2 separate regions of the Hordeum vulgare genome follow, and region 2 is linked to region 1. Evidence: chromatin contacts called from public Hi-C data. All regions are on one chromosome and are shown on one strand. The core of a region is the stretch at or near the end of the contact, and the rest is flanking DNA. Distances in the headings are between cores, read along the strand shown. Region 1 holds the start of LOC123446533 (serine/arginine repetitive matrix protein 1-like). Region 2 holds the start of LOC123448782 (SNF1-related protein kinase regulatory subunit beta-1-like).

Region 1 (7,584 bases), core at 3,786-6,285:
TTGAGTTATTCGAAGAATATCGACCCCTAAAAATGTATGTCTTCGGGTGAAGACTTTGATTATTCCTTGAAGACTTTGATAGGGAATAAATCGTTATTCCTCATGAAGAAATTAAATATGAGGAATTCGATGTGTCCTGAAGAAAATAGTCTGAAGACTTTGAAGCTTGAAGATTTATTCTTTCTGTTTCATTTTCTTCTGTCTTGAGTCATAGGAACACCATACTGTTAAAGGGGGTTCAGGTAATACTAAGGAAAGATTTCCTCATGATGCTCAACTCAAAGCCCAAAATACCAAATCCTCGGAGTGAAGCCTTTGAAAATCTCTCGCGGATTAGTCAAAGTCTTCAGTGACAGAGACGAAGTTCTTCTGGTCGCTGAAGAAATTGCACTAACTAAGGAGTTAGGATTTCGCCAGTGCGAACTGCCTATCAGTGAGGAACATGAGAGACATGAGGACTTTCACAGTTGAAAGATCCGACCATTGTCGCGCCGCGCGCCACCTGTCCCAAATCTTATCCACACAACGGTCATGTCATTATGGGCATTAATGTCAAATAATGTCGGGATGCTCCGAGGCTACAAATAGCTGCCCCCACAACCACTAGCTGTTGGATGCTGCGAGAGAAACTGACACTTGTCATTTAGAGCAACCCATTCGTCGAGGACTTTGAGAGAAAATCATCAAGTGAGGAAAAATCCCAAACACCCAAACCAACACCCAAACCCAAACCAAAACCCAAAGTGATTGAGCATCATTGAAGAGATTGTTCTTGTGTGGAACCGACGTTTGTTACCTTTGCGGATTGTGCATCCTCCAGACGGTTAGGCGTCAATGGTCTAGAGCATCCAGCAGTCAATTGTGGATCGTCGAGTGACCGAGTTTGTGAGGGTTTGGAAGTCTGCCCTCAAGACTTACCACGAGTGTTGGGCAAGGACTGTGTGTCCTTAGCTCAAGGAGAATACCGTAGGGACTGTGTGTTTCGGGACTATGTGTCCTTTGGTTTGAATACCAAGCTGCTCCAAACCAGATGTACAACTGGCACAGCAGTTGGAACTGGGTCATCAAACCACTGTCTTCATCGAGCTACGAGTTCTATTTCCTCAACTCTTTCATTTCCTCAATTGCATGTTGATGACTTTGATCTGCACCGTCTGAAGTATTTGGCTGAAGCTTTTCTCTGAAATCCTCACCTCAAATTCTTCACTTGAGTAATTCATCACCTGCTTATCCTATTCAGCGACCTGTGCAAACCGAACGCTACAACTTACTCCGAGGACTAAGTTATTGTCGCGCTTGCATCACAGTTTGAGTACTTATTCCGCTGCACTCAGTTCATGACTGAGGACTTTCCTCACTAGGAATTTCCTCTATGATGAACTCGTAAAAATCGCCTATTCACCCTCCCTCTAGTTGATATAACGCACTTTCAATAGTCTGTAGCGGTAGGATGTGTTATCCTAGCTCTACAGGCTATGGTCATAGGGACCTGCATGCAATTATCATTTTATTATAATTGCATGCATGTCCCTACTGCCATAGACTATGGTGGTAGGATCTTTTTTCGCGTCGAATAGGCGTGACGGTGTAAGTAAGTCATACTGCCAAAGGTCTTGACGATAGGATGTGTTATCCTACCGCCAAAGACAACGATGGTAGAAACGGAATGAGATCCAACAGAACTTTTACACATAAGGTCAAATCGTGCTAAACCGATGCCAAAGGGTCAAAACAATGAATTTATCCACCCTGTGCTGCATGCGTGTTCACTTGATCCCAAACATGCTTCACGGCCTTGGAGGGATGGAGGACGATCAACAAGAAGGCACTATAATATATTTTTGATTTTTTTCAAGGGAATGATAAAACCGACGACCTAGACGGGATAGAAGGCGAGAAAGAAGAAGCGGTTATTTAATTTGGCTCTAGGGAGCACATGCTCCCACGTGTTAGAAATGAATTTTACAAATGTCAACAAATAAAAAATAGATTAGATGTGTTCATCGTCACACTTAAATGCTACGTACAAATTTTTAGGAGAAATACTTTCGCATTTTGACTTGTGCAGAAAAAAAGAATGCCAAATGTTACCTTCAAATGCTACACTATTTTTTTTCACCGACGAAGCACCGATATCCTATATGGCATGCAAACGGTCAAACACAATTGGTACACTAACATGAACATCTACAAAAATTAACAGAACTTTTAAATTTTATTTTCTATTTATTTTGATTTTACTGTTCGTTAGGGAGCATATGCTCCTAGAGCCAAAAATCCTCGTCCAAAAGGAAGGCACTGCTATATATTTTGAAAAACGAGAATTAGTTAGCCGGTATTAATCAGTATCTTCTATTCTTAAATAGCTAGAACCCACTATCCAATTTTCTTCTCCATGCAACAATGTCACATCATCAAGTCATGCATGTAGTCATAAGTTACTTTTTTCATTAATCTCTTCATGCAAAACATACCCTCATGCATGAATATTTTATAGGTAATTAAGCAAGCCATTTTTATAATGGTTTTTTGTATTAACATTAGTTTTTTAACATTTACCCATATGTTTTTTTAATAAGTTTTCCACATTAACGCGCGGGGCATCGTCTAACAAAAATGATGTAAATGGTCACAACGGTCAACATTAACTCTCAAAAATCCAATTTTTTTTTTGTACTACTCTAGTGCTTCCTCTGTTTCTAAATGTAAACATTTTTAGAGATTTTAATACATGCAACATACGGAGCAATATAATTTTTTTAAAATATTCTACTACAGACTATATATGAAGTAAATTGAATGTACACTTGAAAATGATGGAGTCTATACATCTTTATGTAGTCCAAATTAAATATCCAAAAAATAATATTTAGAGACGGAGGGGCTACTTAGTACTACTATACCACTAAATGATGGAGTGCTACTTGTAAATTTCCATGGGCTACTAAGTACTACTATACCACCAAATGATGGAGTGCTACTTGTAAATTTCCATGGAGCTGGAAATGCATTCTTTTCTACTCGTATCTGGTATGCAAGCTTAACTCAACGACTTGTGTTCGTGTCCTTGTGGGCGCGCAGCCGCGGTGGAGCCGACCTCATGATCGCAAAGCAGAGTCAGTTTCACTGTGCTCACTTCATGAGCTCCCACATTCTAAAGCGACGCGTCACTTTATTGCCCTCACCAACAACGGCGCCACAGCGTATCCGATCTTTCAATACCACCACCACCACCAACATCATGGGGTCGTCAGTCACCGACATCCATCCCTTGGACTACGTACTGCGTGACTTGCTCCACTCGTACTACGTACGTACGAATAAAGCCAGAGCAGAGCACGCGAAATCGCTCAGAAACAGAGCCTCTTCCGGCACATGGCACCGCCGCCGTGGTGGTGACCGTGGCCAAACGGCCCCTCGGAGTGCGCAAGCAGCTCCGTCACGACGTCCAAGACGAGTTCCTGCATGATGGCCCGCTCCAGCGCGGCGCCAACGAGGCCGGCCTCCCACCGCTCCTCGCCGGCGCTCTCCCCCCACACCTCCCCTACGCTTTCCACCATCGCTCGGCTCCGCTCTTCGCCCTGGAGCCCCCACCGTCTCCGATGCTGCCAGCCCTTCGCCTCGGCTGCTGACGGCGTCCACCGCGGCATTCCCTCGACAGCCGCCACCGTCGCAGGGTGGTGATGCATGGCCATGGCGTGCAGCTCGTTGCAGTATTGCTTGATCTTGCAGTAGTCCCCTGCATAAACGAGACGAGAAACCACACGTGTTACCGTGAAGCCTGCCGCATATTTTTCCATGACAATTGACAAATTTGATGTGGCACGTAAACCCCTATAAACTTAAACTTCATTAATCTGGTGGAAACTAAGACGGTGCAGATCGGAGTAGTATAAAATGCGTGCATGTATATGTGAGTTATATGGAAAACTGTGTATCAGATCGACAGAGAATCTGAGATACCACCACGTACCGGAGAAAACAAGTGTTCGGGACGGCTTCACGATCTTGGATCGTACTATGAGCGCATCGTTACTGGAACGGGTAATCTCGGGCTTGCTGTCTGCATCGAGATGTGTGCATGGAGACGACCGCTTCCTGCATGGAAATCTCGGTGAGGTGATGGCGTCCAGCACCGAGTCCGGGCTGGGATGCTGTGCCACCGCCCGCGGCGAGCCGTCCATCCACTTGCCCCCTTTGCCTTCCCCTGCTGGAGCCGGCGAGACGTCGGATGCAGCGGCCGACCGCAGCTCGGCAGCCCGGACGGCCGCGATGATCCGCCGCAGTGTCTGGAGGTCGTCATCGCATTTCTCCAGCGCGCCCAGCAGCTTGCGCCGCTTCTCCGCGGCCATCTCTGGTGGCGGGGGAGGAGGAGGGCGGGTCGGCAGCGGTCGTGGCCGCGGGGTCGTGGCGGGGGAAGCCGGCGCGGACTCCTCCAGGCCCATTAGGCGTGCGACGATAGCTGGCGGCGGCGGCCTGGGGCTGTCACAGCTCGCCCGGCGGTACTCCGGAGCGATCGTCGGGCTCCGAGGCGCTTCGCATGAACGCCGCCGTCGGACGGCTGTCGGCGTCTGTGGCTTCTCTGGGGCCTGCGTTGGTGACAGCGACGCTCCCGGCTTCTTCACGGGCGGTGGAGACGGCGACGCTCCCGGCTTCTTCATGGGCGGTGGAGACGGCGGCGGTAGGGAGGCCTCGAGCGTGGCGTTCTTGGCTGTCAGGCGCTTCCGGTGGCGATGGTACGGGGAGAGCAGGCGGAGAAGGCCAGCCATGCACCCCATGCTTCGCCGGGGCGCCGTGGCGGCTGTGGACGAGGCCCGGCGTTGGGCGGACTCCGTCGGCTGCATCGCGTCTTGACTCTTGACTCGTCGGTGTCGGAGGCGAGAGAGGTACAACTAGCTACACTGGCCCCGCGTGCTGTGTTAGCGTGGGTGGCATTATAATTGGCCAAGAGGACGCGCGCAATGACTGCGTCACCCCCGGCGCCCACAGCCTGGGCCCTAATAATAGGAAGGGTATTTTAGGTTATTCATTCCTCAGCTCGAGCTTTTGTTAGCAGAGGGGTGCGGGACAAAAGCTGGAGGAGCGCTGAGAACGCGAGAGGAGTACGTACACGAGCTAAACTGCACTATGCAGTAGTGGAAGCCTAGCTAGCTCAGCCACCTTGCTCGGGAGCAGGCGGGCAGCATGCTGCAGCAAGCAGTGAGTAATTAACCTGACATTAATATAAACGGCAGGCAAGTACGGTGGTGTGTCACAGAGTGGGGTAGAACTAGCCTAAGCCGGGTGGTGTGGTGTGGGGATTAACGAACAATAGTCTGGATGATTATGCATCTCGAGGGAACTTGGCAATGATAATTGCCTGAGCAGGATTTTGGTCGGTGAATTTTGGGGCGTGTGGTGCTCTGCTCTGCTCTGCTGGGCAGAAGCATCACATGGTAAAAAGGGAGAATATCGAGTTTTCCAGCATCATCATGAGACATGCAGCTCTGCAATTGTTTTTCCTCCCGTTGCTTTAGCTTCAAGTTTACACCTCCGGCCTGTAAATATACTAAAGTCTCAAGATACGACTCGGTGCCGGCTGGCCTCTATGGATCAAGACCTAAAGCTTTCCACATGACGGGTGCGTGTACATCAATTTTCCTCTTCTTTCTGCTTGTTGCTGCTACCAGAAACAATGGCTTTGGAAGCGTAAGAAATGTTAAGTTTAACCATTTCCACTCTCCTCTGGGATATGCGTGCGTTCTGCACTAATTCAACCTTATGCTGGTTTACAAATGGATCAACCGTTCTACTTCAATTATGTGTTATTGTTTTAGGGTTTAGTTAAGCGAGAGAAGAGAAGGAAAGAGTATGCGGCGGCATGGTTAGACATGAAAGCATGAAAGAATCGAGAGGAGAAATGCACAGCACATAGTGTGAGAGTGGGTAGAAAGCAAAAGAGGCCATGCATGCAGGAAAGAAAAGAAAAGAAAAGGCTCCAGCTCTATCGATCCGTCCATCGCTACGAGGTGGAGGTCTGAACGGATCCTAAGCTCTTTTGTACCTTGGGAGACACCACCACGTGGCGCCACACTGGCACCCTGTGCACACGCAGTAGCTCTATGCTCGACACACTAGTCTACCGCTGTGCCAGCACTAGTAGTACGAGTGCTACTCACTCATTCCCCTCTGTCCGCCTCGTCTTTCTATCACATGTGCGGGCCGCGGCGCGTCTGAAATCTGAATAACTTGAAGCTGAGATGAGGACCGTGGGGATCTTGATAAAATATATCCAGCCGATCGAAGCTACTACGGTACTAGCGTAGGAGTACTATATCTATATCTATAGAAAGCAAGCAGCAACGGTGCGACCGCGCGCGCGGGAGGAGGACGATTTCACTGTTACGTCTCCTTTTAGCATAGTTTAGTTCAATTTGACTCGTTCTTTATTTTCTTAGATCCGATCATTTTTCTACCGTCGCTCTCTACGATGTTTATCATCATTTCATGTGATGATAGAATTCAGGTCAATACAAACGGCGTCATCTGATCCATTAGCGTGGATAAATGGTTATAGTCACAGGAGTGTTGATAAAATATATATGCCTACCATCTGAGTGGATGCCCTATTGCTACCCGTTGTGACGGTAGGAAAGCACACTCTGCCGTCATTGTTTGTGACGATAGCCACTTATTCATGTTAATGGAGTCAAAAGACGTTGTCTGCATTGATTCAAACCTACCGTCACAACGAGTGAAAAGTTAAATCTAACTTTTTACGAACGGAGTTAGATTAGACTAAAGCTAGAAAAAAAAGTCAAAACCGTGAATTTGGTCACGGGAGCGATGTACTCGACTATGCTAGTCATGCTATAAGTACGGTCACGGGATCCCGTGCACCTACTCGCATCATTTCGCGCCGCGGCGAGTGGTGTGGGGAGGGTAAATTCACGATTTTGACATTTTTTGCTAACTTTAGCTCGATCTGACCCGTTTGTAAAAAAATTAAATCTGACAACTTTTCCTACAGCCATCGGTTAGACGGTAGGCAAACACACCCTACGGCCACATACATTGGAAATAAGAATCGGATCAATATGGATGGTTTCTTTGGATCAACGGAGTCAAACGATCTTACCATCAGTGTATCAACGTCAGATCCGAACTTTTATTTATAAACGAGATAAAATCGAGCTAAATATTAAAAAAAAAGGTAAAAACACTGAAATCGTCGCGCGGGGACGGGTATGAATACCGTGCCCCCGTCCCAGCCGAAAACAGCTGCGTCGTGTCTGGCCGCTCTGGCTCTGCCCGTGCCGTGAATGCATGTAGCCAGCGCTGTCCGCTAGCGCTCGGTGGTAACGGCCCGGCTAGCGGAGCAGACATACATGTCGGGGCGATCAAGCTCAGCAGGAGCCAGTCTAAATGATGCCCACTCTTCGTAATCAGTGATTTTGGCGCTAACCATTGTCTGATACCGGTGTAACCATTTGGCTGACACGCCACCGTCAGTTATGGTTATGTCAAAAAGGAAAAACGTCAGTTATGAACTCCAGCAAGGTCCAAAGAAACCGTCGGATGAATAATATACCTTCGATCAGCCGT
Region 2 (7,584 bases), core at 3,408-5,907, 150 kb after region 1:
AAGTCACGATAAGTTGCATAAACTCAATTTGTTTCTTCACAAGCATGTTGGTCAAGAAGGAAAAGAAAAGGTTTCATTCTTCAAGAAGGAAGAGAACTCACATGAACATCAAGAAGGTTAACAGCATTGCCCATGGCGTCAGTTTCACATGGAAGGTCAGGAAAACATCTCCTCTCTCCATCTACAACAAATCTATAACGATAAACTCCAGAAGGAAGGATCAAGAGAAGAGAATGATCTTTTCCAGATTTCTGCATCGGTTTCCTGCGATGTACGTATGAATATCATCAGAATAAAATTTGCTGCATTCCAGAGTTACAGTTTTACTAGGAGGTCTTGCATTGAACACATACACGGTGTATTTCCATAAACTTTATTATTATCCGTCAAACCAACGAACGGCCAGTGGGTCCGTGATCAAGGAGAACATGTGATTATATCATAAAAAGTGTATATCTATTCATCATATGTGCAGGAGTTCCGTTTTTGTGTTAATCAGTTACCTTGATTTCCAGTTATCCCAAGATCCTTCAACAGATACATTCTTTCCTCCGAGAGTCCACACAATCAAAGCAGGTATTTCCTTTTGAGGGGGGCCATCAAATTCTTCTTCTTCTTCATTCATCAGTATTTCATTGAACACTGGAGTTATATCAGCAGGTCTTTGCAATGGAGGTACAGGTGTCTGCAAAATTGTAGAAATCAATACAACAAATGTTCTTGCTTCACACATTAAAGATACTAATCTTCTCTGAACAAACATATGACACAAAAGAATGCAAGCATTTATATTGGATAGATGAAAATATTTTATCCTAAAAAAAGACAGATGAAAACATTTAGAGTAGCGTAACACAGATAAGTACTCCCTCCGTCAGGAAATAATTGTCAGAGAAATGGATAAAAATGAATGTACGTAGACCTATTTTAGTTCTAGATCGCTGGCCTTCTATCCTTTCAAAGTGCAAAACTAAGAAACAATTTACTCCCTCCGTTCCTAAATATAAGACCTTTTAGAGATTCCACTATGAACTACATACTGATGTATGTAGTCATATTTTAGGATGTAGATTCACTCATTTTGCTATGTATCTAGTCTATATTGAAATCTCTATAAGGTCTTATATTAAGGAACGGAGGGAGTAGTCAATAGTCTCAGAAATCATATTGTAAACTATTAAGACTGGATCTTTTACATCACAACCCCAGACAATATAAATTGCCCAATATCTAGTATCTATCCTATACTTCAAAGTGCATAACTAAGAAAAGTTGTAGTCAGTAGTCGCAGTAATCCGCATTGTTAACCATGAAGACTAGATCTTCTAGATCAGTCACAGACAATTAGAAATGTAAGGCTTCTAATAAAGAATCACCATTCAGGATTTGTAGGTTTTAGAGAATAAAGCGGGGCAGGGGCCTGATATTAGTATAAATTTCGACGAAATAGAAATATCAACTCAGCCACTACGTGATATCCATATTGTTGGGAGGCTCTTAACGCTAAAGCGAATCTATATCCATAATTGCATATGTATACTTCTCACAGGCACCCTATAAGAATAACACATTTCTTTTGAACCACTCCACTACCGAAAAAGGCTTTCGCCCCGCTTTATAAATAAAGCAAACCGACAGACCAATACAAACAACACAGGTTCAACACACCCAAGTCACTATAATGGCATCAGAGGAATCCCACCACTGCTCAAGTATTTATCTCAAAGACAAAAAAAAGTATATGGAAGTTGTGATCGCTTACTAGTTATAAAGATTAAGACATTGATGAGTCATTGAGAGGTAGAAAAGGCTGAGATATTAAGGTTACACCCAAATCCAGTGTAATGATACATAAGCACAAACCATAGACAGTAAGGTAGTAATTTTGCTATTCTGAATATGCATCAAAACGTGCGTCTTTTTGCATTGGAAGGAACACATCAAAATGATACACTGTACAAAGAGAGAACTGAAGACACAAGAGTCAAACAGAAACCAAAAGCTGGCAAAGCAAAAAAAAAGTAGGAAAAGGGGAACAAAAACCTAACAACATGACTACCAAACTAGCAACAAAAATATAGAGGCGGCATTTGGAGGCCTAGCACTTTCAGAAAACTAAGGGAGCCGCTTGTTCTGTGAGCCTCCTCTAACTCCCACCTTGTCAAATTTATCAATAAAATACCATGTATTAGTATGGCTTTATCTACGCATTCTCTCTCCTAGATATAGCTATTGTTGTAAGCCTTGATTCACCACGGGATAACTACTGTGCTGTAGCCAGACGGGCATGCCTGTGAGGGATTGGGTAGACATAGGTTTAAACGAGAGAATAACTTGAGGGTAGATTGATTGTTCTTGCCTGATTAAAACTGAGACACAATGAATCCTTATACATCAGCCATTTTGCCTCTGGACCTTTTCTAATACGATTGGACTCCTTAGTCCCAAACTGCTATAGAAACTATGTACTGGCAACACCCTAAGAGAACCACACTTAGTCTTAATGCATAATAAAACATCCATTGTTTTGGTGTCTCTAAGGTTGTATCTAGGAGAGAAAGAGTGTATGCATATGTTGTATCTAACCCTTGTTTTATAGCAATAAATGAAGACATAAATATTTGATACTGTGCACATTTCACTAGAATAAAGTATTCCTTGTCATTTTTGTCCCTATGCTTATAATGCTTGCAGTTCATCTAGATGCAACAGAATTTTCTCATTTCCATCTGTGCGCCTACTGCGATTCATATGGTTTTACCAAGTAAAGGGCAAAACGATTTGGGTGCGTTTTCAAGGTAAGAAAGGGCGAAAGGATATCAACATGCAAATACACTGAAAACAGAAAAATGAAAACACCATATTGTGTCTTCCGAAACTAGCAGGATAGTCATGCTGTGACCCTCGATTCACTCATTTCATGGATTTGGATGTGTCCGCTTTACCAGTGACATCAATGAGAAAACTGGTAAATGGAGCAGAGGCTGTGGCAACTACTCCCTCCATCCCAAAATTCTTGTCTTAGGTTTGTCTAGAAATGGATGTATCTAAATACTAAAACGTGACTAGATACATTCATATCTAGACAAATCTAAGACAAGAATTTTGGGACGGAGAGAGTACTAATTGCATGTATTTATTTGCTTCAATTATTTTCAGTTTAATCAATCCTTAAGGCTACTACCCAGGAGAACAGAAAAAATGATAACGCATTGGTACATTATATAGAATTCTTGATGTCAATACAGCACAAGAGACCTACATTTTGCAGACAGTAATAGCATAATCCCAGGAATGTAGCAGAAGGGTTGGTTCAGAAGTAATAGACAGTGTAACACTGAGAAGAAAAAAATGAGAAGGAAGGTGACCGACATACCAAATCCAATCTTCAGCCATAATAATAGAAAACAATATACAACAGATCCCCCGCTCTAATTGAACAAATTAATCCGGTATTTTTTCCTTCGATGCTTAGACACGACTTGAAGTACGGCTGTATATCAAGTATTAATTTCATTTTGGAAAGCATCTAAATTCATGGTCTGGAAACAAGCATCAGTGTCGATATGAACCAGAGCCCTAACAGAAAGCTCATAAATCCCTTGGACAGCCTACACGGAGACATCATTCTCATGACTAACTTACAATCACCATTACAGTACCTAAACTAACTATTGGGCAAGGGGCAAACGAAAATTCTAGAACTAACCAATCTACTTCATGTTAAATTTTAATCAGAAGAGCAAAACCCATAAAACGTCTGTACAATCAAACGGTCATTCAACAATTTGCACATAATAAAACCTCCCTGTTTAGCCACATGGTTTTTTAACTGTCCAAGTAGCATAGCTTATTCTGAAACGGTTTGCTGCTTAGGAGAAAACAATCAAGCTCGCACAAACGAATGCCAAAGTGAAACTCGGCAAGATAAACACCACTGGTGTGTTCCTGCATTGTAATTACAATCAATAATACTAAGACGAACTAGCAGCAAGTAGGCTCGCGCTTATTTGCTCTATTGTCACGCAAGGAGCAAACAGTTTATCCACAGGAAGAACAGCATTAGCTAAAGTGAATTTGGAGAACACCGAGCCATTTCCAGATCGCGACGACTCCTCGCGTTGGGACCCTAAGCCAACCAACCAACCAACCAACCAACCAAATCAGTCGAACCTCCACATCTCGAGATCACATACGAGCACCAGCAGGGGCGAAACTAGGCATCCGACCCGAACTGAACTCTGTACCTGTAGAGCGAGCAACGAAACGGAGAAGTGGGCGCGGGATCTGGTGATCTGACCTGGGGCACGAACATCCGCGGCGAGAGGGAGCGGCCGGGACTCCCGGGCGGCGATCCGGGACCGCCGCTGGCACCCACGACGCCCACCGAGCAGGCACGGCGCACGTTGTTGGCGCCCCCGCCGTAGGGAGGGAAGCCGCCGCGGGCCGAGGAGTCCTCGACGTCGACGTCGGCGGCGTCGGCTTCCCCGGGCGCGGCGGCGTCCTCCTCCCTGCCGCTGGCGTTGCCCATGGCCTCCTTCCCTCCTCCTCCTCCTCCTACCCCCGCCCCCGCGGCGGCGAAATCACGGAAGTGCCACTCACTGCGTTGTGGCGCTGCTGTTGCGCGAGGGGGCAAGGAAGACGAGCGAGAAGGAAAGGGAGGGATGGCTGCGCCCGTTTGGTCGTGTAATTAAGCGCGTGCCGCTGCCCCTTGCCCGGGAAGCGTGGCGGCACCCGTGCACCCGGTGCTCGTGGGTTGCACAGTCACCGTCCCGTCGGCCCCACGTGGCCCGCCTGCTGGTCGGTGCAGGAGGGTGTAGCGCACGGAGGGCCGTGTTTGGTGATGTGTACGTGACGTGGAGCCGGGGCCCTGGTCACGGCGCGCACGTTCGGACGGACGTTGGGTTGGATGATGGAGAGAGAGGAGCCTATACCTGGGTCGGGCGCCGGCTCCCGGGACCCGGAATCCGGCATCCATCGCTGCGATCTCGTTGGCGTGTTGTCTCGCGAATCCTTTGCGTTGAAGAATAAGAATCGTGAAAGGGATGGGTTCGTGTCGAGGAACACGGTAGGTGAAAGGATTAGCCTTGTCACGGTTGCCATTCGTGAGTATCAGCCAAATTCCAGTGTTTGTCGTGCGATCCATCTCTAGCAACAAGAAAATGTGTTGTGGGCGCGGCGTGCCTTGACACGGAAATGGTAGTGCTCCACATCAACGTGCGATCCATCTCTAGCAACACTACTCTACTCAATTCCTTTTGTTAGACTCAATTCCTTATGTTAAGAATAGATTAATTGCTTATTAATTAAGCTAATTATAAGTAAATTAATCGTTAGATAGGTTGCTTGGTTCTCAAACAAACAATCATGTATCTTACATTTTTAATAAGTTGGTCACAATTCTTTCCACATGCACAAGGTTCACATCATCTTGCATGCCACATTATTCAAAATGTCCACGTCATGATGCATGCCAAATAATTCATACCCACTACTACTAATTCTTTTAGCATGCAGCCAGTTCACATCAGCGTAGATGACGCATCAGCAAGACGGTGTCTTTTTCACCATCAAGCCGTGGCACGAGGACGACCATGATGTATCCGAGGACTTCATGCTCCACGCCCGCATCATCATTGAGAAGATGCCTATGGAGATGTGGTCCCTCAACGGGGCAGCAAGGGTGCTCGGCGACAAGTGCATCATCGACCGCCTCGACACTCGCACCCGCGAGCACGGCCACACGAAGACGTTCGCTTGTTGGATGTGGGTGTGGGATGTGGCGTTCATCCCCACCACGCACATCATCTGGCGGACAACGCAGGATGTTGGGCGCGTCGAGGTCGTGCCCGGCTTCTCGCCACCAAGCAGGGAAGTGGGACCCCCTCCTCGTGTCTGGTGCCACGACATGCTCATCCACGTCGACCGCGTGGAGGACTGGTCACCCCTCTCGTCGCGCTCGTCGCATTCTACGCAAAGTGGTCTACCCTCCTCAGGGGTCCGACGATGGGCGATTGGTCCCGGAGGTCTAGCCGGGCCACTGGACCATGCATGTCGAGGATGGCCAGGGGCACGGCCGACGGCACCCCGCCCTCGTCACCACCTCAGGCTGCGGGGGTCTGCAACTGGGGCCGCGTTGGGACCGCGACGACGATAACGCAGGGAGGGTGGAAGACGCCGATCCTAAAAGGACACCCTGCTCGGTCGGGTCCAGGCGGGCCCGATGCAAAAAAGCTAGGGGGAGACGCGGCCAGCTCCATGCGTCATAGGAGCAGGACGTCGATCAGCCGACGAGGCGATGGTGTGCGTCGCACAGGAGGGCGCGTCGGGCTCAGCATCATTAAGGCCACACCTCCGCTGCAGCTGGCTCCAAGGCAGCTTTGTGTCTACTCTCGTGGCTGCCCAAGCTCTGGTGGCTGCCCAGCATCAAGATGAAGACCCCGTGGTGAAAGCACAACTTCTCCCTAAGGTGGTTTTGGTAATTAATCACAACATATGTGTCATTGAACTAATGATCTTATGCAAGTATATTTCAGAAAACATCGAAGATGCATTGGCTAAGGATTGTGAGGAGAACCCCTTGATGCAAGGAAGGGAATATGCTTGGCCAAGCTTCAAGCTACAAGACTCTCCATTTTATATTTGTGACAAATCACATTTGAGTCCATAGGAAAACCAATACTATTAAAAGGGGGTGACGTATCTATGATGAATTGGTTGCTCGAGTGCTTAGAGATAGCCACCAAAAATACTCAACCATTCTCCCACAAAAGTTCTCTATCCAAAGCCTAAACATCAAAATTGGTGCCATCAAGATTTCCCATTCGGCCCTACCGATTTTCCTCCACACAGAACCTTTGCCAAACACTAGAATCTCGATACCACCAACATTCCATTCGGTCCACCAAAAACTAGTCATCAAGTTTCTCGTATGTCGTATTCAAGAATCAGAAATTCCGAGTCTTGGAATCGGTCTCACCGAGATTTGGGAACTGCCCTAGGTCACCACATTGGTACCACCAAAATTCCTATATCGATCTCACCGAGAATTCGAAAGTTGCCACATTTTGTGCAAATCTGTGCCACCGAGTTTCACTTCGGTTTCACCGAGTTGGGCAATAATGTTGTAATGGTTGGATTTTGGGATATGCCTATATATACCCATCCACCACCTCTCATTCGCAGAGGAAGCACTCAGAACACACATACGCTTGCCATATCCATTTTTCTGAGAGAGAGAGCCACCTACTCATGTGTTGAGATCAATATATTCCAATCCATCCATTTGAAACTTGCTCTCTAGCCTCCCCAAGTTGCTTTCCACCCAATCAATCTCTTCTACCAATGTCAAATTTGTGAGAGAGTGATTGAGTGTTGAGGAGACTATATTCTAAAGAACAAGAGCAAGGAGTTCATCGTTCTACCGCATCTATTACCTTTTGGATGGTGGTGCCTCCTAGATTGGTTAGGTGTTGATTGGAAGCCTTCTGCTTCGTCTTCTGGAGTTGAATCAACAAGTTTGTAAGGGCAAGGAGATCGCCTACTTTGTGAAGATCTACCCCGAGTGCGGCTAGTCCTTCATGG

Evidence for each region. A called contact is a pair of places that touch in the nucleus more often than the background predicts.
Region 2: a contact with region 1 is called in a Hi-C map of leaf, with 5 times the contacts expected there. The contact joins the promoter of LOC123448782 here to the promoter of LOC123446533 in region 1. A contact is called at or near these places in 3 of 6 Hi-C or Micro-C datasets (leaf and seedling) and 1 of 1 datasets of contacts at active chromatin or transcription factors (embryo).

Annotation. Positions count from the first base shown.
Region 1 is chr4H:414,060,880-414,068,463 of MorexV3_pseudomolecules_assembly, forward strand. It overlaps LOC123446533 (serine/arginine repetitive matrix protein 1-like), which reads right to left and starts at 5,036. Exons shown (of 2, transcript XM_045123108.1): 1 at 3,974-5,036; 2 at 2,729-3,739. The coding sequence starts at 4,844. The coding sequence ends at 3,351.
Region 2 is chr4H:414,212,267-414,219,850 of MorexV3_pseudomolecules_assembly, forward strand. It overlaps LOC123448782 (SNF1-related protein kinase regulatory subunit beta-1-like), which reads right to left and starts at 4,658. Exons shown (of 4, transcript XM_045125785.1): 1 at 4,301-4,658; 2 at 504-685; 3 at 102-264. The coding sequence starts at 4,531.